5 separate regions of the Mus musculus genome follow, and regions 2, 3, 4 and 5 are each linked to region 1. A link is a contact called in public Hi-C and promoter capture Hi-C data. All regions are on one chromosome and are shown on one strand. The core of a region is the stretch at or near the end of the contact, and the rest is flanking DNA. Distances in the headings are between cores, read along the strand shown. Region 1 holds the start of Zfand5 (zinc finger, AN1-type domain 5). Region 2 holds the start of Vps13a (vacuolar protein sorting 13A). Region 3 holds the start of Rfk (riboflavin kinase). Region 4 holds the start of Fam122a (family with sequence similarity 122, member A). Region 5 holds the start of Fxn (frataxin).

Region 1 (4,559 bases), core at 748-3,247:
AGAGCCTGCCAACTCCTACACAACCCCAAGAACTAACGATGCAGCATTCACATATCTCACATAACAAAATGCAATTAATGCCTCCAAGTTTTTCTAATGCAGGATCAGAGAACAGCCTCACCTTCAATCCACAATACCCAAGCAGAATAAATCATAAAGTAAATTGTGAATATTAAAAGTGGGGCAAGGGGAGAGTAAGTAGGCACAATAAGTAGGAGAAAGAATGGAAGCACAAATACTCTTTACAGTTACTATAACTATAGGGTTTTTGTTAGTTTAGATATACTGTATTGTCCTTACATTGGGGCTGGGGCGGGGGTGGTGCAAAACAAGTTGTTAAAAACTTTGTCATCCATAAACCCTTTCCCGCATAGCTAGAATGCTCTGTTTTGTTTAAATTCACGCTTTTTCTTTCTTAGCTCATAGCTTAAAACAAACCTCACTGGACTAAAAATGATTTTCCAACTCAAAATCTGAAATGAATGAAGTTTTCTTTTAAAGTATGGAATAGCTGTTTCAGGTGCATACCATGGTTCAAAATGGCAATGGTTCAAAATGGCAAGATCACTCCCTAACCTCGAGGTCAGACCCGAACTCTAAACTCTAATGTGCTACTAAGCCTGACCTTGTGCAAGTCCTTAGTCTCCAGATTTCAGACACCTCTGCCAAACAGTCAAATAGTTTTTTTTTTCTAAGAGCTTCTTTCCATACTTAATACCGGTTCCAGCCACAAAACAATTTAGAACAACTAAAAGAAATCCCTTATTTTGGGGCGAGACACTTCAAAAACAAACTTGAAATGTAAAAGTGAAATATTTTCAGCAGTTGAATAATGAAATCTCACCTAAAAAAATCAAAATAAGATAAAATTAATTACTATCTTACTATTCCCTTGATTACTAAATACCGATTTTAAGAAAGGAGGCTCTGACCTATATATTATTTTCTTCTAATTATCTCAGGTAATATTCTTAGGCAGCTCCAATCGACAGTTAGCTTATAATACCTTCCCTCAGAATACAACTACACGGAGTGCACGGAAAGCAAGCAAAATGTCAACTTCACAAATGTTCACGTAGGAAAGAAACAAAGGGAGAGGCGCTCGACTTGCTTCCATGCAAAGGATTTTGAGGGAGAAGCTTAACCGCATTGGAAAAAACTAAAAACCCTCCGGGAGAAGAGCCGTCAGTCCCGGTTCCAGCGATTTCGACCGAGTTCGGGACCCAGAGGCCCCCCACCCCCCTCGCAGCGCAGGCCGCGCTCCGGGAAGCCCGGTAGGGCCTGCTCCAAAAACCACTGAGTCATGCACTCGACGGTCCCTCGCCGGAACAACTCGGCTGTGCAGGGAGCCAGGCGCGGCAGTAGCCGCCTCTGCCATTGTCTATCCTGTCGGTCGGTCGGCCGGCCGGCACCCGGCGCCGCGGCACGCCGGGCATTGTCCCGTCCAGCCCGCTGGCCCGGCCGGGCCCGTCTTTGTGCTCGCCGATCGGGCGTGCTCCCGCCCCCGCGCCGTCCCGGCTCGCGCCACTTACCCTGCGGGGGCCCGGATGCACTAGCGAGCTGGCGCGCGACGCCGGGCGGTGGGCCGGGCTGAGGCCTCCGGGAAGGGCTGGCTAGCGGCCGCCGCGGGCCGGAGCGGAGCGGAGCGCAGGCGGAGCTGCGCTGGCGCCGCGGAGGCCTCCTTTGTTCGTGCAGAAGCGCCGAGGCGGCCGAGCCCCGCCGCAGCTCGGGTGGGAGGGCGGCGGGGGAGGAGAAGAACCGCAGGCCGCGGGGCTAGCGCCGCTCCAGGCGCCCGGCCGCCGGCACCTCACGCCTCCACAGCGACGTCCCGGCCGAGTGAGGAGGCGCGCGGAGAGGCCTGAGCGCCGACGGGGCCCGAGGACTGCGCTCTTCGGGCTTCCGCGTTCGCCAGAGACTCTGCGCGACTCCGGGCAGCGAGCGGACGCCTGACCAGATGCACACCGCTCAGCGATCCCGACGACTGACGCTCTGGCTCTGACCGGCGCTCGGGATCTGAGGGAAAGGGCGGCGGGGGCGGGGCCTGTGCGTCAGCGAAAACCCGGTCGGCACGCCCGCGGCGCGATGACGTCGCGGGACGAGGCCCCGCCCCTGACCTGCAGGCACTAGCCGGGGGCGGGGCCGCACTTGGGGGCGGGGCGAGTCCGGAGGCTGCGGTCACCGTCGCCCAGTCACCCTCCGGCCCGCGGGGCCCTGGGTGGAGCTGCTGCGGCGGGTCCACGGAGGCAGCGCTTCTATTTTTAACCCTATTGTCCGCCCTCAGCCACCCACACCAGCCCAGTTTCTCACGCTTCGTCCCCAGCTCCGCCGGGGTCCCCTCCCCGCGGGACGGGAAGGCACGGCCCGGAGGAGGCTGGCAGGGTTCCGGGTGTCGCCGCAGCTCCGCCTGCCACCGCCCAAGGTCGCGGTGCGCTGCCAGCTCTGAGCTAGGACCGCCCACCAGCCCCAGCCCCGCGCCGCCGTTCTGAACTGTTAAGCCAGCCTATAGAAACCCCTGGAAATTTACTATTCCAGTGAAGCACGGAGAACCCTGACAAGCCTGATGAGATGGAGCAAGAGGGACAAACAAGCCGGACCCCAGGCAAGGGCAAGGTGCTGGGTACCTGCCCAGAGCACGAACAGAAGAAGCTTTCTGCTGGTCTCTCCGTGGGTTCTGGTCACAAAATGTCTCTGCCGAAATCCATAAGGGCTACTACCTTAGCTACAAATATGCACTTAGGGTCCTTCACTTCGGGTATTTAAGAACCGTAGGCCTTGAAGGGCTACCTTAACGGCATTTATGCACTTAGGGTCCTTCATTTCGGGTATTTAAAAACCCTAGGCCTATCTCTAAGGTACCCTAGGGTTGGCCTTGACTGGGACACACGAACCTCATTTCTAGATTTTGTATTTGTGATATTGTGGAAGTAGTGTGGGGGAGGGGTGCTGCCCTGATGCTCCAAATCTAACTGCTCCCTGCACAGCAAGTGGACTAACCGGTACATAATACATTTTAAAAACCTATTTCGGGGTTATATTGCTATGGTCAAGTAATGTATTTCAGACTTAGTTTGGGTCATTTGTCCTAGGATCTTTGGGATTTATTTCTGTAAACTAGTAAATAATAAAACTAACTGCTACCATTTACCAGCCATTTCAGTGTCATCTATTTTTCATTTAGGGTCTCCTTATTTATCACAGCAGTTTACTGAGAAAAATGCCCTCCCTGTCCATTTGTCAGGGTAAGGCAGTCATGATGAAGGATGCTCTTGCCTGAAGCGCTAGAGACTAATGGAAACCGTAATTATGAGGATAAAAATAACTTCAGAGATTTTTTTTAAATAGAGCATACCTTATTGTCTGTCTCTTTTTATTCTTCCATTTTAAAAAGAAGAGCTTTATAATTTATCTTGTCCAATTTAAACAACAAAGTCATTTTAAAATCAAGCTGTTGATGCTAACAAAACTTATCAATAGTGTAAGTTAAAATTGACAAGTAATACAAATCCGAGTAATTTAAAATCAGTATATTGTCTACATGTATTAATGCATTTATGGTGACCACATGGTAATATTGACACATAAACAAACAGATAAAATTGTATGCAGTGTGACAAGAGTTTTAAGAAAGAAAGAGAAGCCTCAGCTCCAGCCGTCTCTACTAGGAGCTGTTCTGATAAGCTTATTAAAGAGAGAGTTTGGTTTGTTTTGAGATGGTCTCTTTGTGTGGCCCAGACTGACCTGGAACTTGCCTTTTAGACCAAGCTGGCCTTGAACTCACAGAGACCTGCCTACGTCTAGTTAGTAAAGGCACAAGCAGAGTCTGTTAAGGAATGGAACATCACAGACAGAGATTGAGAGATCAAGAGATTAAAGAGGACCAATAACCCCATGTCAATATTTTGGGAGGAAACGAGAAAACAAAACAAACAAACAAAAAACCCACATGCTCTAAGTCTAATGGTGACACATACACGCACCTTTAATCCCAGCACTAAGGAGGCAGAGGCAAATGGATCTCTGAGTTCAAGGCCAGCCTGGTCTACAGGGCAAGTTCCAGGACAGCCAAAGCTGCCTAGAAACCCTGTCTCAAAAAAGAAGGCAGCAGGTCGGGCAGTGGTAGCAGAGTTAGTTCCAGGACAGCCAGGGCTACACAGAAACCTTGTCTTGAAAAACCAAACTAGGAAGAAAAAAAAAAAAAATGGCTGTAGTGGTTGGTATACAGTTTTAATCTAAGCACTCAGGAGGCAGAGACAGGTAAATCTCCAGGGGTACAGCAGCCAGATGGGGAGTTCCAAACCATCCAGTTTCAGTTTACAGCTTCCTGTGTTTTCATTAAAAATGTAACTATTTTAGAAGGGTGTGGTAGCACACACACACACACACACACACACACCTTTAATTCCAGCTTCCAGTTTCAGGTCTGCCAGGGTGACATAGTGAGTTCCTGTTTTAAAAAGAATTCAAATCAGGATAATTAACTTATGTCATTGTCCCCTAAGATAGAGGGGGGACTTTATGGAAGAGGGCGGGCAAGGAAAGAATGTAAGAGCCAGAAGACA
Region 2 (4,559 bases), core at 766-3,265, 4.5 Mb after region 1:
CCAGGTGTCCTCCATCTTGTTCAGCTGTAGCCCCTTGTAAAAGGCTTGTCTCAGCTGGTGGAGGAGCGTACCTTGCTGTACTATCACCTGTGGTATGTGACTGTGCTTGAATTGCACATGGCCTCAGGGAGGGACTAGAACGGTGGTTCTCAACTTTCTTATTGCTGAGACCCTTTAACACAGTTCCTCATGTAATGGTGACTCCTAACCATAAAGTTATTTTTGTTGCTACTTCACAACTCTAATCTTGCCACTGCTATGAATTGTAATACAAATATCTTTCTTTTTCCAATGGTCTTAGACGACCCCTGTGAAAGGCTTATTCAGGACCCTTGTGGATACCCACAGTTTGAGGACTGACAAACTGGGGTTGTGGATGGGGAAGACTAGAAGAGTGGGTTCTGTCTATGAAGCTACAATGGAGAAGCCTTCATCCCTGTTGGGTAAGTACTTCCCACACCCACACTCCCATAACGAAGTCCTCAGATATGCTCTTTAAGGAAGCCCAACAAACTCATTGGTTCTCCAACGTGAACTTTGATGGAATCATATCTGCGTTTGTCCTTGGGGACCATAGGAGAAGCAGTCCAGTGTTTTATATCTTCTCTGGGATCAAATTTTAGAATAGGCTCAAGAGACGACACTGCCTAATAGCATTTGCTTCAGAGGACCTGAACTCCGTTGCCAGCACCCACCCACATGGAGGCTCACAACCTCCTGTAACGCCAATAACCAGAGAGCTATTCCTGAGGGTACCAGGTACGGATGTAGAAAACACTTATACACACACACAAATGAAATTTAAAATTGTGCTAAATAAAAACTCATTAAAAAAAACCAACATGGATGAAGGTTTAGAATCTTGATAGAAAAATCCATGAAAACAGAAGGGGTCCTATTTGGGAAGAAGGAATCAGTCAATAGGACAAGAAAGAGTCATGGGTAATAAACGACCAAAATATACACATTTATCAAGATGTTATAATGAAACCCATTATTTTGTAAAATATATGCTAATATATTCTTTAAAAGCTTAAAAAAGTTTACACTATTTTTGCTCTTTTTTTTTTCTGAAATAAATTTGAGATACTTGATGACTATGCACAAAATACACTCAGTGCCAAATCAGGATGTGCCTTGCGAAGAGAAAGTTGAAAGTGTACTGCTGCCTCTGAAATCCTCAGAGGATTAATGTCGGTTCTGTAAGTTGCACCTCTGTCTTGTGACCTCAGGACTTTGGGACCAATTTTCTCTAAGTCCAAGCGTGGAGCGGAGACACTACTTATTTTAGCTTGGCCACTAAGGCTCAGAGGTGTCTTTCTTGGTTCTTGGCAGGCTCTCTGCTGTCTCCGGACTGACTCAAACGTGCTACTCTTTAACATGACTGGCGGCTTTCACATAAATGATTTGACCGGAAAAAGGTGCCAAGAGCAGTTGCACATTAAGAACTTGGAATTTATCTCCCAACTTTACTCTCCCTCGCCCCTCCTCAGCACAGATTAGTAGCTGAGGAAGTAAGGGAAGGCAACTGAAGGGCCAGTTCGCATCCTTGCCAGGAGAAGGGAGAACGTCAGGAAGTACCCAAGCACCAAGGCTGGCCGAACCTCACAACTGGTAATAATGGGGGAAAAGCGTCCTGGGAAACTGCCTCAGGAAACTTCCCGCAACCTCGCACCAAGCTGTACACTCTCCACTCTTTGGATCCCGCGATCTTAGTTTTCTCTTTCGGAAGCGGCGTTCCTGTCGGTTATCATCACGCCCCGCCTCCTAGAGAAAGTTCGCTGCGGGTAAAAAGGAGAATCATTCCGGGGCGGGGTCTCCAGCGCTCGACTGGTGTTCTGTTGCTAAGCGACGGATAGGAGGCGCGGCCGGCGGGAGAGGCCCGGCGGTCCGCTCGCGGGCAAGGGCGGGCCCGCGGCTGCGCAGCCGCCGTCCTTCACTCTCGCTCCCGGCCGCGCCTCCAGTTCCGCGTCGGTCACGCCCCCACGCGCAGCCCGAGCTGCGCACGCGTGGTGCGAGCGGCTACCTTCCTTCTGTGGGGCTCGCGGTCGGGTTGAGGGGACCCGGCAGCACCCGCACCGTAGCTGGAGCGGGCCGGGAGCCGGTAAGCCGAGCCGTCTCGAGGGAGGAGCAGCCCGGGTAGTGCCGCGGTGCCCTCCGCGGCAGAGAGGAAAAAAAATGGTATTCGAGTCGGTGGTCGTGGAAGTGTTGAACCGGTTCCTGGGAGACTATGTGGTGAACCTGGACGAGTCCCAGCTCTCCCTGGGCATTTGGAAAGGTAACGGGGTCGCCGCTCCAGGGTCGCGGGAGACGGCGGCGCGGTTTCTCGTGGCTTCGGTCCTTGGCCAGCCCGGCGCCGCCACCTGCAGCTGCCCGCCTCGCCCTTCAAGTTATGTAAAGCGGGGCGGCGGTTCCCGGGCGGGCGGGCGGGCGGCGCGAGCCGTGAGGTTGGGGGAGGCGCTGGCTGAAGCCTCGCGTCCCGGTGGGGCCGGGTGCTGGTGACCCTTGGCCTCCGCTGGGCAAGGGAGGCATCCCTGGCAGTTTGGCCCCGGGCTGTCAGGAAGGCTCCGGCGAGCCCACGGGGAGTCGCACGCCGACTTGCACGTGAAGACCAGGCGCCGTCCGCGAAGACACCCTTCGTCCCTTCCCTGCCCCACTTCACCGTGCTTTCTAGGCGAGTTCCGGTCCGGCCACTGAACTTGGACTTGGGTGTTGCTTAGCTGGGACAGGCAAATGACAGGGGGAATAAAAGGAAAGGAAAGCCCCTTTCAGAGTATCTCAGAGTTACTTAGGTTTTCAGGTCGCAGCCTGACCAGGTGGGAATGTGGGTGTTTGTAAGACCTGAGTTTTTTGTTTTTTTAAAGAACGAAAAGAAAATGCAGGAAAACAGACGGTCAAAATGTAATTTGGGCTTTCCGTTTCTCGGACCTGACGAAGACGTGATGAGCACTCCTCTCTGTTGCTTAGATGGGAAGGGCTGCATCTACCCCTTCACTGCAATGATTTACCTAATACAGTGTCTTATTTTTAGTGTTTCCATCTGTATTGCATTAGACTCTTGTTTATTTTAAGTAGCTATTAGCAAGTAGAGGCCTTTTTTGAAATGAACGTTCCAGGCCAAAGTTAGGGTTAATTATTTGTGTAAATAGTGTGTGCATTCTCTGATAATGTACTTACTTAAAACTTTCTAAAAGTTCTCGTTTATCTTGAGCCTTCTCATTTTTGAAATAATGAAAACAAGTAATTTAGTTTTATTAAACAAACAAGCCCTCAATGTAGCTAGGTACCTTCTTCCACGATAACGTGGGCAATTGATCTGTAAGAGCTAGCACAGCCTCTTTGAGATCAGGTACTTGCAAGTTGCTTAGTCTGCGCTGCTTCTCAGTTGCAGAGTGAGGATAACAAAACTCTGTAGCTCAGAAAAAAAGCCTGGAAGAATATCTGAGCTGGTACCTGGAGAGATGGCTCAGTGGTGAAAAGCGCTGGCTACCTTTCCAGATGACTTGGATCCAAGCCTGGTGTCCACATGACAGCTTACAATCATCTGTCCCAGGGCATCTGCCTTTCTCTTCTGGCTCTAGGGGCCACTGCACACAAGCGTGTAGTGCACAGACATACACACAGGCAAAACACTCATACATACAGATGAAAACAATAAAATGAACAAGAAAACGTTACTTGAACAGTGGTTTGATTTGTAGTGAAATGTTTTGTACATTTAAGGTGCAGGCTGTGTAAACTATAATTCACCAAATTTATGTATTTAAAGTTTACCTAGAATAAAGTTGAGTCTTGTGAATAGTTTTGTTTTAATAAACCTTAAGAATGTTTCAACTATCTCAATAATGATACAAAAAGATTATAAGCCTAGGAAATTCCCACTTCTTTTCTTTGTAATTGATTCTTCCTCGAGTGGCAGTTACTTATCTGTTCACAGTCTGCTGGTTTGCTTTTATTTTTAAGAGTGTTATAAACTGAATCCTTTGGCTTTGTAGCTTTTTTCTTTTTGAGATCCAGTTTCACTATGTAGCCCAGGCTGGCCTGGAACTTAGAATCTTCTTGCTTTGGTTCCTGAGTGCTGGGGTTAAAGGCCTGTGCCATCACACTCAGCTTCTGTGTAGCGGCTTGAGTCAGGCTTCTTAACAGAATGCAGAGAAGTCGTCCATGCGTCATTCACGTCCTGCATACATCACCTTGTCCTGCTCAGAAGCACGGGAATGGCAGGACAAGGTGATGTATGCAGGACGTTAGGGCTTGTTATAGACACAGGTTTGCCATCTTTGCAGTATTTCCTTTTTGGCAGTTAAAGGGCAAGGTGCATCAGGTGTTAGTGTGAACATAAATTATTTCTTTGGAGTAAATGCCTAGCAGTGGGATTGTGAGTGGTAAGTAAATATGTAACTTTATGAGAAGTGAAATGATAGGATTTGGTTAAAGTCTGATTGTGTCTCCTAAAAGTTCTATGTTGGAAGCTTAGCCCCTAGTCTGGCACTGATAAGAGGTGCTGGATCTTTTAGATGTAGGCCTAACAAGGCACAGTGGCCTCTCACCTTAGCTTT
Region 3 (4,559 bases), core at 682-3,181, 3.9 Mb after region 1:
TTGGATGACAGGCGTGTTCAACGGTGTGGCTTTAAACCAAAATGGAGGGCTGAAGTGATAGCTCAGCAGCTAACAGCACACTAGGACCCAAGAGCTTGCTTCCCAGCACTGAAGCTGGACAGCCTGGGCTAACGCCAGCTCTTAGTGGATCCAACCTTCCTGGCCGCCATGGGCACCTGAGCTCATGTGCACACCCACAATTAAAAATTAAATATTTAATTTAAATGGCTCACGGCTATCAATCAAAACACAGAGAGATTAGCAGAAAACTATTACAAAACCTAATCCAACTATATGCTCCTTATGAGGAGACTCTTTATTCACAGAAACAGAATAAAAACATGGAGAAAACTATCCCATTGAAATAAAAGTAAATAAATGCTGGGGGCGGGGCAGGGATGAAGTGGAAGGAAGGAATGTCAGTTAGCATACAGCCCAGGCTACTTTTCTTCCTGTTATTTGTTTGTCTGTTTGAATTACGATCTCTCTAGTAGTCCTGGCTGTCCTGGAACTATATATACCAGTCTGGCCTTGAATATCAGAGATCCACCTGCCTCTATAACTGTGAAACCCTTAAGCTGAGGGGTTCTGTGTGCATTTAAAAGAGCAAGATGTGACTCTTACCATGGACTTTTTCACATTCTTATAGTACGGGTTCCATCCAATGCTCACCACCATTTTATGGACATCGCCGCTCCCAACGCTGGCCCAACCATAATAAATGCCAGTAGACACATCAGCTGGAAGATTGTCCACCACTTGTTCAGGAAAATTGGCTAAATAGAAGTAAACAGATATTCATTGCTACAAGATTCACATTAAACATTGATTAAAAACATATTAAAACGTTAACTTGAATCATTACACTCCCAGGATCTTTCTGTTTTCCAACCTTCCACATTCCGACTTGAATTTCTTCTCTTCAGACAGCACAGGTTACAAGTGAGGCACAAAGCAAGTGTATAAATCTCTTCCCTCCACCCCAAAAAGCCACACGAAAATGCCCAAGTGGAAACAAAGACACGAAATAAACACAGAGGTTTATCGTAAATTACCCATGTAGTCCTCCACTTGGGAGGCTACGAGAGATCCCCTGAGAGATCCCCAGAGCTCAGGGAGTAGGAGGAAGCCTTTGGAAACAGAGCGAGACCCTATCTGTTTGAATTAAAACAAGCAAAAGTCCCTGCTTTTTCCTAGTAACGCCCCTAAGTAGGCTGAGTCACTTTAAAAGATTCTTATTTTCAAAAAACACAACCCCAAATCCCCAATTCAAAGATTGACTTAATAGGTCAAGGCACAGCCCAAGGCATCAATTTTAAGAATGGACAATCAAGTCTTGATTACTAAAACTTACGTAGTCAGACCAAATAAACGTCGGCTCTCATAGAACTACCCGTGTTGTCATTGATCACTACACAGTAGCATCATTAGAATGGAACTTTCAACAGCTTGAGAGTTCGGCCAATCCAACCTGCGGTGCCTTCCCGGACGGGGCTGCGCAGCTCGTCGCTAGCGGCAGGAGCGCGGCTGCCGGGTCCCCTGCCCACGGCCTAGAGCTCCACGGCCCCGCGACGCGCTCACCTGTGGGGATGCCCAGTTGCTTGGAGCCGCGGCCGAAGCCACGCACCACCTGGCCGCGGCAGAAGAACGGCAGGCTCCTCATGACGCTGACCTCGGAGGACGCGGGCTGCTCCTCGCTCCGTGCCTGCGACGGAGCCGCCGTGAGTGCGGCGCCGGGGCCCGGACCAGCCGGGGGATCCCGCGGGAGCTGGGCCGGCGGAGCGAGACACCTGCCGCGACCAGTGCCTGCCCGCAGGATAGCACCCAGCCGTCAGATCCCAGCGGCCGCTCGGCCGGAACTACGACAACCGCGGCGAATGCACAGGTCTGCGGCCCAGGCGACCGGCCTGCTCGGCTTCCGTTGCTCTCCCGCCGTAGCCCCGCCCCCGCCGTTGCGGACCCGCCCAGAAGCCGCGCCCCGCTCGCCGACATCGTAGTGCGGACCGTCCTCACCTCCTGCGGCTGAGGCCCCGCCCTCGCCTCTGTGGCCCCGCCCTCACCCATAGCCCAGCCTCTAATTGTCGCCTTTTCAGCTTCTGAGTTTGGGCTTTGCTGAAATAAGCGTTGCTCACAAGATAACTTAAGTTGTTCTTTTCCTCCACAATTTTGAATAAAATTCTGCCCAATCTTTGCAATCACTTTCTTTTCCCTTACTCGTATGTAACTCTGAGAATGTTCAGCTGATCTTAAAAAATGTTTTCTCTATGTTGGGAACATTCTTGATAACGTTTCATTTCCTTGACTCTAGTATACTAACACAAAACAGGTATTTGTAACTGACTGTGAACAATCAGTTGAGAGAACTCACTGCCTTCAGACCAGCATAAAACAAATATGTGTTGAAAGAACAAAGCACACTACCAAGGTGCTAGGGAATTAACGGGAAGGAAACTGTAACCCCGGGCCCCATAGGACACTCGCCCAGTAAACACTCTAACAGAAGTCTTTAGAAAAGTTTAAATGACTGTGGCTGCAAGCTCACGCTAGCCCTAGATAAACTAGAATTTGAATGCAGACCCTGCTTCCTTGAGCAGCCAATATATGAGAACTACTTAAATGGGAGGATCTGTGCGAGGGGATACTGGGAGAAGGGAGCGCTGCTATTGGGACGTAAGGTGAATAAATACTTTTTTTTAAACAGAAAAAGAAAACTACTTAACAGGTTGCCTGGCAATATTAAAAGTGTGAGCCAGGCATGGTGGTGCATACTTATAATGCCAGGAGTCAGATGCAGAGACCACGGGCTACAGAGACCTAAGAAACTAAGAATGTAATCACTTACCTGCTTAGGGGGGGGCGGTTTCTTTTTTCTTTGTTTGTTGAAGGTGGTGGTAATTGGATACCGGCTCTATTCCAGACTGGCCTGGAGCTCACAACTCTGTCTCAGCCCTTCTGTGTACTGAGATTATAGGCATGCACTAACACAACTGGGTAAGAATGTTTTTAGTGCTGTCTTCCAGGTGTCTTTCATTCCAAATAGTTGATATGTTAGAATGGTAGTTTTCAGTTTCTTCATCACCAGTGACAAAGCACACAGGGAGGTGAGAACCAGATACATCATGCTGGGTTTTATACCACCAAGTCCACGCTCTAAGGGAGTGAGAGAACTGAGATAAAATGAGGAATAAAGATAGATGGTTTTGTATTTCTTTTGGTTTGGTTTTTCAAGACAGGGGTTCCCCGTACAGCGCTGGCTGTCCTGGAACTCACCCTATTGACCAGACCGGTCTTGAACTCAGAGATCTGCTTGCTTCTGCCTTCTAAATTAAATCTGGATTAGAGGTGAAGGTGTGCCCCACACCTGACCTAAAATAGATGATTTTTGAGAAATAAAATAGGAAGGGTGTGGATTCAAGACTAGCATGACCTACAAAGTAGGTTCCAGATCAGCCAACTCTGTCTCAAAAGAAAAAAAGAAAAAGAAAAAAAAAAAAGAAAAGAAAAAGGGAAAGAAGGAAGGAAAATAGATGCTAAGTACGTGTCATACTCTCTCATTTAATTTTGAAGCTTGGTTTTAGCTGTGTAGCCCTGGCTGATCTGAACTTGCTGTTTAGGAGAAAATGGCCTTGAACTCACAGAGATTCGCTTGCCTCAATCTCCCAAGTGCTAAGATTAATGTCAGGCCCCACCATGCCCAGCAAATTCCTTTTTCATGAAGCTATTCGTATGCATTCCTATAGATGCATACTTTGTACATTCAGGTAGCTATGGACAAGAAAATTCTGTTTCTTTTCCACTGCATCTTGGTAGCCTCCGAGGGCTCTCTTTTACTTAAAAATGAAGTTGCCTTTCCGGGCTCTATCTCTGCTTCATCTAGTCATCAAGTCAGAATCTGTCAAAGCCACTTCAAAAATGGGGGCCAGGAGTGCTTGCAGATACTCAGATGTGTGTTTCATCCATGTGATTTATTGTTTTTCACACTCATTAATAGTGCTCCGATGTATTTGGTTCAGAAGATACGTTACTGGACCTTCTTAATTAATATTACTTTTGCAAATCTAGAGTTGAGAGAGAGAGAAAGAGCATGGAGTTGTCAAGTTTAGTGCTTTTAAACGTAAAAATCTCCAAAGTATTTCTATTGCTCTTTCTGAATTGCACTTGCAGTGCTTGGCCTCTGCCTGCAGGGAAGGAGACCCTGCCCAGCCATTGACTGGCTAGCAATTTTATTTACCAATCAGAACCAACTTGGGGCAAGGACCCTCAGCATCTTACATATGAATTCTCATGCAATTCTCGGGAACCCAAATAACATAACACAAGTGTTAGACTAAATCCACATCAGTGTGCAGCACCAAGCCTCTGAGGAAAAGGGTTTTATGTCTCTAGGATGGAAAATCATGGGGGTACAGTCAAATGACATGCAGAGCCTGCTGGTAAAGCCAGTTCATGCAGATTCCTTTGGGCCCTTGTTTGGCTGGCATCTTCAGGGATTAACTTCTTGCTGGAGTAAGGAGGAGGCTACCTTTGTCATTGTAAACCTATGCCCTGCTTCTATAAAG
Region 4 (4,559 bases), core at 1,393-3,892, 3.2 Mb before region 1:
TCGTTTTTTTTTTTTTTTTTTTTGTCAGACTCTGAGCAGCCCCTACTGCCTCCCATGTTAAATATGGATACTTCTGCCAGATATTCGCAGGTCCATCCTCAGACTCCATCTTTTCCTCATTATTCTTCTCCAGGTCCTTCATCTATTAGTCAAGCTCACCGTGCTGCAGCCACCAGCTACTTCTCTATAAAGTGTCATCCACTAAAAGTCTACCTGCCTTTCAAATCCTGCCTCATACACTGCCTTTATCCTGCCATTATGCAAATGATTTCTCTGAGTGCTGAAGTGTCATTGCACTTAAAGGCAGCAGAACACATGCAGAGAAAGGCCTTGTACTCACTGAGGCCCAGCTCTCTATGTGTGTTACTAAATCCCTGCTTCTCCCTGCAAATTGGCATCAGGAATAATAGCTAACCCCTGATGCTGTTGTGGGCAAGGATTTAATGGGATATGGCATCGTGTAAATTAGTTCTTTAACAGGTATGAATACTTAACGTTATTTTATCTTCAGGATCCATACTTAGTAAGAACTTCAATTAAAACCTGTTTGAGACCAAGTGGAAAGATATATGGGCAGGGAAACAGGAGACTTAGCTTCAAGTCTTGGTTCCCACCATTAACAAGCTGTGCAAAGCTGACTGTCACTGACCTTTGTATCTTAAAACAAAAACAAAGCTGGTCGTAGTGGCGCACACTTTTAATCCCAGCACTCGGGAGGCAGAGGCAGGCGGATTTCTGAGTTCGAGGCCAGCCTGGTCTACAGAGAGAGTTCCAGGACAGCCAGGGCTACACAGAGAAACCCTGTCTCGAAAACAAAACAAAACTCTTAGCTCAAAGTGGCCAGATTTGTATATATAACTCCTCAAGCCTACCAAAACTGAAAACTCAACCTCCACCCCATGTACCTTTCCTATTCATTTGACATTACCATCTAAATTACCTATTTCTTTTTTTGTTTTTTAATTAGATGTTTTATTTACATTTCAAATGTTATCCCCTTTCTTAGCTTCCCCTCCAAAAATCCCTTATCTCCTCCCCGCCTCCCTATTTCTTTGAACACCGAAATTTAACCTATTGGCAAATCTCATCCCAGATGACATCAGTGGATCCCCTTCTCCCCATTCCCTACTGTTACAACCCTACCCCAGTATTCTGCTCTCTGTAGCAGCTTTCTACTCTATCTTCTGGCCTCCACTCTTGCCTCTGGCCCCCTTTCAGCTCATTCCATGGTGTTTAAAGCAAAAACCATGCTGAGTGTGGCACGATATGCCCTTAGCCCTACTTCCTTTGGGAGTGAGGTGAATCACTAGAGCCCAGAAGTTTGAGATTAGCCTGAGCAATGACTTAGTGAGACTCCATCTCAAACCATAACAGATAAAGCCCAAGCCTATTATTCCCCTGCCTAATACTGCTCAGGGACTTATAATCATAGGACTGGGCGCTCAGTCCGTTGACCTCTCAGGTCACCTGTCTCCTTCTTGATTTTTCTTTCCTTGTTCTTCCCCAGACGGGTGGGTATGTTGGCCCTTCGCATTGGTTGGAACACTCGGCCCTGCCCCCACCTCCCACAGTCCACAGGATTTGTCATTTACAACTGAACTCTGCCCAACTGCCCCTCAAGGGCTATATATAGGTAGTGCTTGACCACACCGTCCCACTTCTACCTCCAGCCATACCACCAAAAGTCCCCTATTTTCTCATCCCCCACTCCCACCCAGTAGAAACTGAATGTCCTCACACAAGTCCATTTCCTAGCACAGTACCTGGTACATAGTAAGTAGGTATGCCCGAATAGGAGACTTGACTGAATAAATGAACACATACAACTTCCCTGTTAATGAGATACAAAGTTTTGTATTAATTACATAAGCTAAAAATCTGTTGATCTATGAATGTGTCTTTTTTTTTTCTTTCATTGGATTCCCACACCAAGTGAACATTAGTATGTGCACGGTTAACGGCAGAAATATGACAACTTTTTTAAAAAAGATGTCACAAAGCTTCTTCCTCCCAACCGCCTTAAGTCTACTATTCTCTCTTGGCCCTCCCCGATTCTGTCCTAGTGTAAATCAACCTCCTCTTTGGCCTTTTCCCTGTAGGTTCTAATCCCATGTCTTCTTCCTCAGACCTCAGCCAAAGGCTGCTCCTGTACCCTAATATGCTTCCTTGAGAACGCCCGGGAGTTCATTGTTCTCAAAAAAAGCCCAGAACTTGCTCTTGTCCACCATCAGGCTAACAACCCTGTCCTCCTGGTTCCTGTCTGTCACCTAGCTGGGTAGCAGTGGCTCCCTGCTTCCAGTCCAGTTTTACAAAGCGCCGCCGTGGCCTCCTTCAGACTTCCCTCTGGGAAGCCCACCAGGCCGGGCCAAGCTCAATCATGAAGCCCCACATCACCAAGGGCCTATCTTTCTGAGCTCACACTTGCTTCATAAGCACATACACTTCTCAATGCCCCGGCCTCCGTAACCTGCCTTCCCGCGAGCCCGCGCCCAGTGACTATTTGCGGAAGAAACGAACACTGGAGTCGCCCAACCACTGCTCGCCCCCTGCCCCCGCCGCGGCGCCGCAGCCATGACGCACTAAGCTGGCGCCGCGAGAACGGGCGTGCCAGGGCGCCTGCGCGAAGGGGCACGCCTGCGCAGAGGCGCGAACCCGCTGACAGATTCTCGAAGGCGGCGGCGGCGGCGGCGGCCTTGGGCCGCGGGGAATGGGAGTCCCAGGGCCCTGACTGAGCACCGCCCCCGCCTCCCGGCCGCGCCATGGCTCAGGAGAAGATGGAGCTGGACCTGGAGTTGCCCGCGGGCGCGAGCCCGGCGGAGGGCGGCGGCCCTGGCGGCGGGGGCCTGCGGAGGTCTAACAGCGCCCCCCTGATCCACGGCCTCAGCGACTCGTCGCCGGTGTTCCAGGCCGAGGCGCCCAGCGCCAGACGGAACAGCACGACGTTCCCGAGCCGCCACGGCCTGCTGCTCCCGGCCTCGCCGGTCCGAATGCACAGCAGCCGCCTGCACCAGATCAAACAGGAGGAGGGCATGGACCTGATCAACCGAGAGACCGTTCACGAGCGCGAGGTGCAGACCGCAATGCAGATAAGCCACTCCTGGGAGGAAAGTTTCAGCCTGAGTGACAACGACGTGGAGAAATCCGCCTCCCCGAAGCGCATCGATTTCATTCCGGTGTCTCCGGCACCGTCCCCGACCCGGGGAATTGGGAAGCAGTGTTTCTCACCGTCCTTGCAAAGTTTTGTGAGTAGCAACGGACTGCCTCCAAGTCCCATTCCCAGCCCAACCACCCGATTTACCACCCGGAGAAGCCAGAGTCCCATCAACTGCATTAGACCAAGTGTTCTTGGACCATTGAAAAGAAAATGTGAAATGGAAACTGATTATCAGCCAAAGAGATTTTTCCAGGGCATCACCAACATGCTGTCTTCTGACGTTGCACAGCTGTCAGACCCCGGTGTGTGCGTATCTTCCGATACCCTGGATGGAAACAGCAGCAGTGCCGGATCTTCCTGTAACTCACCAGCGAAAGTCAGCACTACCACCGACTCTCCTGTGTCGCCCGCCCAAGCAGCCTCCCCCTTTATTCCAGTAGATGAACTTTCCTCAAAGTGACTCACTCATCTTGAATCCCCCTCCCCCAATGGAGAGACAAAAAAACAAAAACAAACAAAAAAAAAAAGAAAGAAAAAAATCAAGTTAGAGCAAGCACTGAACTTTGTCGATTACGTTAAAGCCGTTTCCTATTTGACTCTTCCCTCTTTTTGGAAATTCCTGAAATGTTATTCTAGAGAATTTCTATGTCAGGTTCCTGGGGATGCCCTTGAATTCAGTGTAGTAATATTTTCGGACTTTTTATCAATAAGTGTGTTGAAGCATACATTTTACGCTGCTAATATGTCTAAATACATATGTTATCCCTTGATTTTTTAAATAATTGAGAGCTCTATTTATTTATGGGATTATTAAGTTCTGATGAAAATATAAATGTTGAATTTCAGTTTAGTAAACTGATGTTTTAAAATTCCATAGTTCATGGCACACTAATTTTTGGTGTTTTCAATGGTTGCTATTTTACATCTACTGAAGAATTTACCTACTTACAGCTTTAAAAAGAATGTTAGTCATATCAGTCCATTGGTTGTCTAGTTTACCCAGGAGCCCTTGGTATTTAATGTCCTAGGCAGAAAGGTGGATGGGAGGGAAAAACGACAAAAGGAGAAATAGCACTTGCAGCAAATGTTTTAAAATTCAGTATATAAAGTAAATATTTACGGACATTTTCTAACACTTTTCATAGTAACTCTGGTAAATCACACTAATACAAGTACAGAAATGACAAGTTTCTTTGTGAAAACATTTTTAACCAGAAAGTGCATTCTTTTGGGTATAGTCCTAAACAAGCAGGGGGACGGTGCCTTGTAGTCTTAGCTCACATGGAGACAGGTGAAGGCAAGGCTCTTGCTGCCATCTCAGATTTAACACTTGTGAAATGTAAATGTGTGAGAAGCACCGTTGAGTGTTGGAGAATACCCAGACAGACGATACTCTCTCAATCCT
Region 5 (4,559 bases), core at 989-3,488, 3.0 Mb before region 1:
TGCTGGGATTAAAGGCATGCGCCGCCACCACCACCTGGCATGAGTCAATTCTATGTTAAGCTCACAGCAGTGTATCAGAGGCATGCCAGAGTTTGGATACTGAGTGCTACCAGTCTCCTGGGACACAAGGAGCTGTTCCCAGCTCCTCAGTAAACAGCGCTATGTCCTTGGCAGATGTTAGGGAGGAACACCTTGAACTTCTCTGATCTATAAGTAAATGAACAGGCTTACAGTCCCCCATCGTGGAAGTCATTGTTTTGGGAATATGTGCAACATCACTTCCGACCGGAATAGCTATCACTGGAACTTTCCATGCCTCTTCACCAGAACGTGCCCCTCCCTGGTACTGGCTTCTGTGGTTTGAATGCTTTTGTCAACTCCATGAATTCTTCTTGAGACCCTTAACACACACACACACACACACACACACACACACACACACACACACCAGTATTGGAAGATGTTGCCTTTGGATGGGTCTGGGTCATGAGGGCTCAACCCTTGCTATACACAGGGCTTGTTGGAGGCCTTTCTGTTGTGTGAGGAACAGCATTCTTCTCTTCCTCTCCAGAGGATCCATTTCTGTTCTTTATAATCTAACCAGCCTCAGGCAGTACATTACAGCAGCACAGAATGGACCATGATGCTGACCGGTAGCGTAGCCCTCACTGTTTTGCAGACTATTGGCTTCCATGGATGGGCACATGATCCCAGAGAGCCAGTTAGAGCTGTGATATTGAAACTAAGAAAAACTCCTTTTCTAAGACAGAGGGTGTAAGAGCCCTCGGACCAGAAATCAGGAAGCCAGGGTTCTAACTCCCCTTCAATCAGGGGGGAGTCACTTAATATGTCAGGGCTTCCAATTCCATATCTGAAAATTAGCTACAGGTCAGAGAGGGAGAAGGAGAGGAAGGAAGGAGAGAGAGAAAGAGAGAGGGGGAGGGTTGCATTAGCAGTCACTACAAACTTCCCCTTTCCTTTGTGGCTTTTTGTGGGAAATCAGAAGCAATAGTATCCCAAGTCAGGTGGTACATGGAGGATGTTCTTAAACGCTTTGCTGCTGACCGCTGCTGTCATTCAATCCTTCTTGAGACCCTGGAGGCAAAAGACTCCTCTGACACTGTCTCTTAACTCTTGAAGCTCAGAGTTCTCCAGTGTCATAATGGCAACCCGAGACAATGCACAGACTCCTTCTCACACTGACATAAAAGCCAGGAGAACTACCAGGAGTGTGAGGAACCTGTTGGGGCTGCTGGGGGGGAAAAAAAAAAAAACAGCTATGAGGAGAACCAATCACCAGTCCTGACTACTCCTCATCCAAGAAGCATTCGGGTACTTCAGCCGGGCACTTCCTTATTCCTACTGTTGTTTCAGAATCCCATACATGTATACAATGTGTTTTCGATCAAACTCACCTGCCACTCCCAACTCCTACCGAACCACCCCACCCCTCCTCCCAATTTTATGTTCCTTTTTAAATTTTTATTTATTTATGTGTTTATTTGTTTATTTACTTATTTATTTTGACTAGGTCTCACTATGTAGCTCCGGCTGTTCTGAAACTCACTATGTAGCTCAAGCTGGCCTCGAACTCCATATACCTGACTCTGCCTCTCGGGTGCTGGGATTAAAGGTGTACACTACCACCGCTCTGAATTTTTTTTTTTTTAAACCGACTCCACTTAGCCCTAACAGTGTATACAGTGTAGGACCATCCCCATGGAGCTAGGACAGCCAATCAGAGGCCATATCCCAGAAGAAAACTCACCCTCCCTCATCCTATAGCCATCAGCAACCAATAGTTCCTCGGCTGAGCCTGGGGCTACGGAAGCCCCTCCTCCATTCATGCTGCCTGGTACTTCTATTGCCTAAGAGATGCGGAATTTGAGATGATCGGGCAGTTGAAGCTAGCTGTTAGAACTAGTTTTGTTTTGTTTTTTAAGCAAAGCTATTTTGATCACCAGCGTATCTTCAGAATCACCCACTACCACTCTGTAAAATTGTTGTCAGCGAATAAACTTGCAGGGGTCAGTGTTTACACACTAGTGCTGCCCAAGGGATACGTTGCGAGTTTGGCGCAGAGCAGGTTCTGGGTTCTGGTTAAAGGTCTGCACAGGGCTGTAGTGCTGGACCTGCGCGCAGGAGCCCAGCCGCGGCGCTCGGGGGGGGGGGGGGGCGGGGGGGGGCGGGGGGGGGGCACGGCCACCAGGTGGCACCACCGAGTCCTCGCGCGGGGCGGAGCGGCCGCGGAGCTGGAGTAGCATGTGGGCGTTCGGAGGTCGCGCAGCCGTGGGCTTGCTGCCCCGGACGGCGTCCCGGGCCTCCGCCTGGGTCGGGAACCCGCGCTGGAGGGAACCGATCGTAACCTGCGGCCGCCGAGGCCTACATGTCACAGTCAACGCCGGCGCCACCCGCCACGCCGTGAGTACGCGCTTCGCCGGGCCGCACACCGGAGCGCAGGCCGCGCCCGCCCCTATGCCGGGGACGCGCAGCGCGCACGCGCCGAGTCGCTCTGGTTGCGCGCGCGTTTGGGTGCAGGGCGCGCGCGGTGTTTGCGCGGGCTTCGGACCTTGGCGGTGGGGATGGGAAAAGACGAGTTTCCGTAATTAACACAGGATGTATAGCGTGTGCAGCAGGGCGTGTTTATTATTGTGTGCACTCCGAAGTTGCCTTTTTCAGGGCGTGAGACTAATGGGGTTGTGGAGTTGCTCTGAGCAGGGCTTTTTGTTGCTTGTTTGCCTCACTCTGTATCCCTGGCTAGCCTAGGATTGGCTGAGTACCCCAAAGTGGCTTCAATCCTGTGATCCTCCTGCCTCCTCTCTGCTGGGATCACAGGTGTAGCAGCAGAGCCCTAGAGTCCAGCTTTTGGAAAATGAGGGGATCTTGGTTCCACGTTCTGACTGCGCGGCGCTGGAGAGCCCTGTGACCTTGGGGAGACCCTAACTGTCTGGGGGCAGGGCTTGGCTTTCTGTTCCGAGGAGATTAAAGGGTAACACCCATTTTGCGATTTTGGCGGGAGAATTAAACTGTATTCGCAAAGGCCTTAGCACTTCAGATAAGTCTCGGTTCTTAGTAGATGCAAAGAACAGAATCTGTTACTCCGTGGCTTGAAAAGACAGCAGTAGGGTGAAGGAAGGCTTTCCGGAGAGGGCCGTGATAGATGCCAAAGAACGGGTCTGGGGAGCATTCTAGGAAGGGGAGAGCTATGGACAAAGGTGGAGTAGGCTGTGGGATAATAATGTCTACAGGTTTAAACCCAGCTTAGGATTCTTGAGGTCCTGTCATTAAAATAAAAAACAATAATAAAAATAGGGCTAGCTTTGTAGCTCAGCAGTGACATGGTCACTTAGCGTTCAAGAGTTCTTGGGTTCTTTCTATAACACTGAAAAAGAAAGTTTAAAAACAAAACAAACAAAAGTGGACTGGTCAGAGAGAGAGACGGCTAGGGTTTGAAGGGCCGAACCTGTAACCCATGCTTCCTCAAACACTTTCTTGGATGTTTACTGCCCTGTTCTTCCCTTGCCTGGCGCCTGACAGCTGGGCTCCAGTTGCAGCTGTGCACTTTGGATTTCTGCATCTCTGAGAGCCTGAGCAACTTTGTCTTTGGCATCTCCGTTTCCTCGCCTGTACAATGCAAATACAGTCGGTCCATCTTTATGCTCAGAGTCTGTTCTCAGTGGCTCAATATCGTTTACGGTCCCCAGTTGTCTACCCTGATGCTCCTACAGTCACTTTGAAAGCGGCAGACTGGCCAAAAGCGCAAGGCTCATGGAAGGTGTCCCCTCCCGGCCGTTGTCCAACAAGGCTTGATTCCGCTGTCACGGAGTGAGCAGATATTCAGTCTCTTCAGCGAAATGCCTGTTTGCGTCGATGTACCTGTGGGAGACTTTGTCGTTTGAAAGTGGTCCCCAAGCCTAGAGCCACAGTAAACATAGTAAGATTGTGGAATGGCTTGCAAAGAAAATGTATGAAAGAAACACCTCACTCAGGTGGGCAGTGGTGGCACAGGCCTTTAATCCCAGTACTTGGGAGGCAGAGGCAGGCGGATTTCTGAGTTCGAGGCCAGCCTGGTCTACAGAGTGAGTTCCAGGACAGCCAGGGCTACACAGAGAAACCTTGTCTCGAGAAAAAAAAAAAAAAAAAAAAGAAAGAAAGAAAGAAAGAAAGAAAGAAAAAAAGAAACACCTCACTTCAGCATGAGTTATAAGTGTTCTTGCTTCAAGTTCAAAGCTGACAAACCAATAATATATAATAAATAAAGTGTCTTTAGACAGACATGCACAAACAGAATTATGCATACGCATTGGCCATTTGATAGTTATGACCCTGAGACTTATAGGGACCCAACCTGTGCCCCCTAGGAACAAGTAAGTGAGCACTGCAACTCTATAGGGCTACCCCCTCCAGCGGATGATGATGGAGTAGGGGATAGAGAGATGGCTCAGCATTTAAGAACACTTGCTATTCTTAGAGAGGATCTGGGTTTGATTCCTGGCACAAGGCAGCGCCCAACCTTCTATCACTCCAGTTCTTGGAGATCTGAGATCGGCTGCCCTCTT

What was found. Promoter capture Hi-C pulls out the DNA fragments that hold promoters and counts their contacts. Hi-C and Micro-C count contacts between places; a contact is called where the count stands out from the background.
Region 2: a promoter capture Hi-C map of pre-B cells shows a contact between it and region 1. A contact is called at or near these places in 2 of 39 promoter capture datasets (cranial neural crest and pre-B cells) and 1 of 484 Hi-C or Micro-C datasets (CD4 T cells).
Region 3: a contact with region 1 is called in a Hi-C map of CD4 T cells, with 5 times the contacts expected there.
Region 4: a contact with region 1 is called in a Hi-C map of CD4 T cells, with 4 times the contacts expected there.
Region 5: a contact with region 1 is called in a Hi-C map of CD8 T cells, with 4 times the contacts expected there. A contact is called at or near these places in 2 of 484 Hi-C or Micro-C datasets (CD4 T cells and CD8 T cells) and 1 of 130 datasets of targeted methods (T-cell acute lymphoblastic leukemia).

The regions. Positions count from the first base shown.
Region 1 is chr19:21,269,716-21,274,274 of GRCm38.p6, reverse strand. Zfand5 (zinc finger, AN1-type domain 5) reads right to left here and starts at 1,997. Exons shown (of 6, transcript NM_009551.5): 1 at 1,533-1,997. LOC115489044 (atherin-like) reads right to left here and starts at 2,817. Exons shown (of 2, transcript XM_030251153.1): 1 at 2,785-2,817; 2 at 1,533-2,500. The coding sequence starts at 2,817. The coding sequence ends at 1,808.
Region 2 is chr19:16,778,389-16,782,947 of GRCm38.p6, reverse strand. It overlaps Vps13a (vacuolar protein sorting 13A), which reads left to right and starts at 2,015. Exons shown (of 72, transcript NM_173028.4): 1 at 2,015-2,278. The coding sequence starts at 2,179.
Region 3 is chr19:17,391,415-17,395,973 of GRCm38.p6, reverse strand. Rfk (riboflavin kinase) reads right to left here and starts at 1,931. Exons shown (of 4, transcript NM_019437.3): 1 at 1,582-1,931; 2 at 625-776. The coding sequence starts at 1,663.
Region 4 is chr19:24,475,557-24,480,115 of GRCm38.p6, reverse strand. It overlaps Fam122a (family with sequence similarity 122, member A), which reads left to right and starts at 2,642. Exons shown (of 1, transcript NM_026520.3): 1 at 2,642-4,337. The coding sequence starts at 2,760. The coding sequence ends at 3,614. All of the region lies in intron 1 of Pip5k1b (phosphatidylinositol-4-phosphate 5-kinase, type 1 beta), which reads left to right.
Region 5 is chr19:24,278,269-24,282,827 of GRCm38.p6, reverse strand. Fxn (frataxin) reads left to right here and starts at 2,238. Exons shown (of 5, transcript NM_008044.3): 1 at 2,238-2,421. The coding sequence starts at 2,263.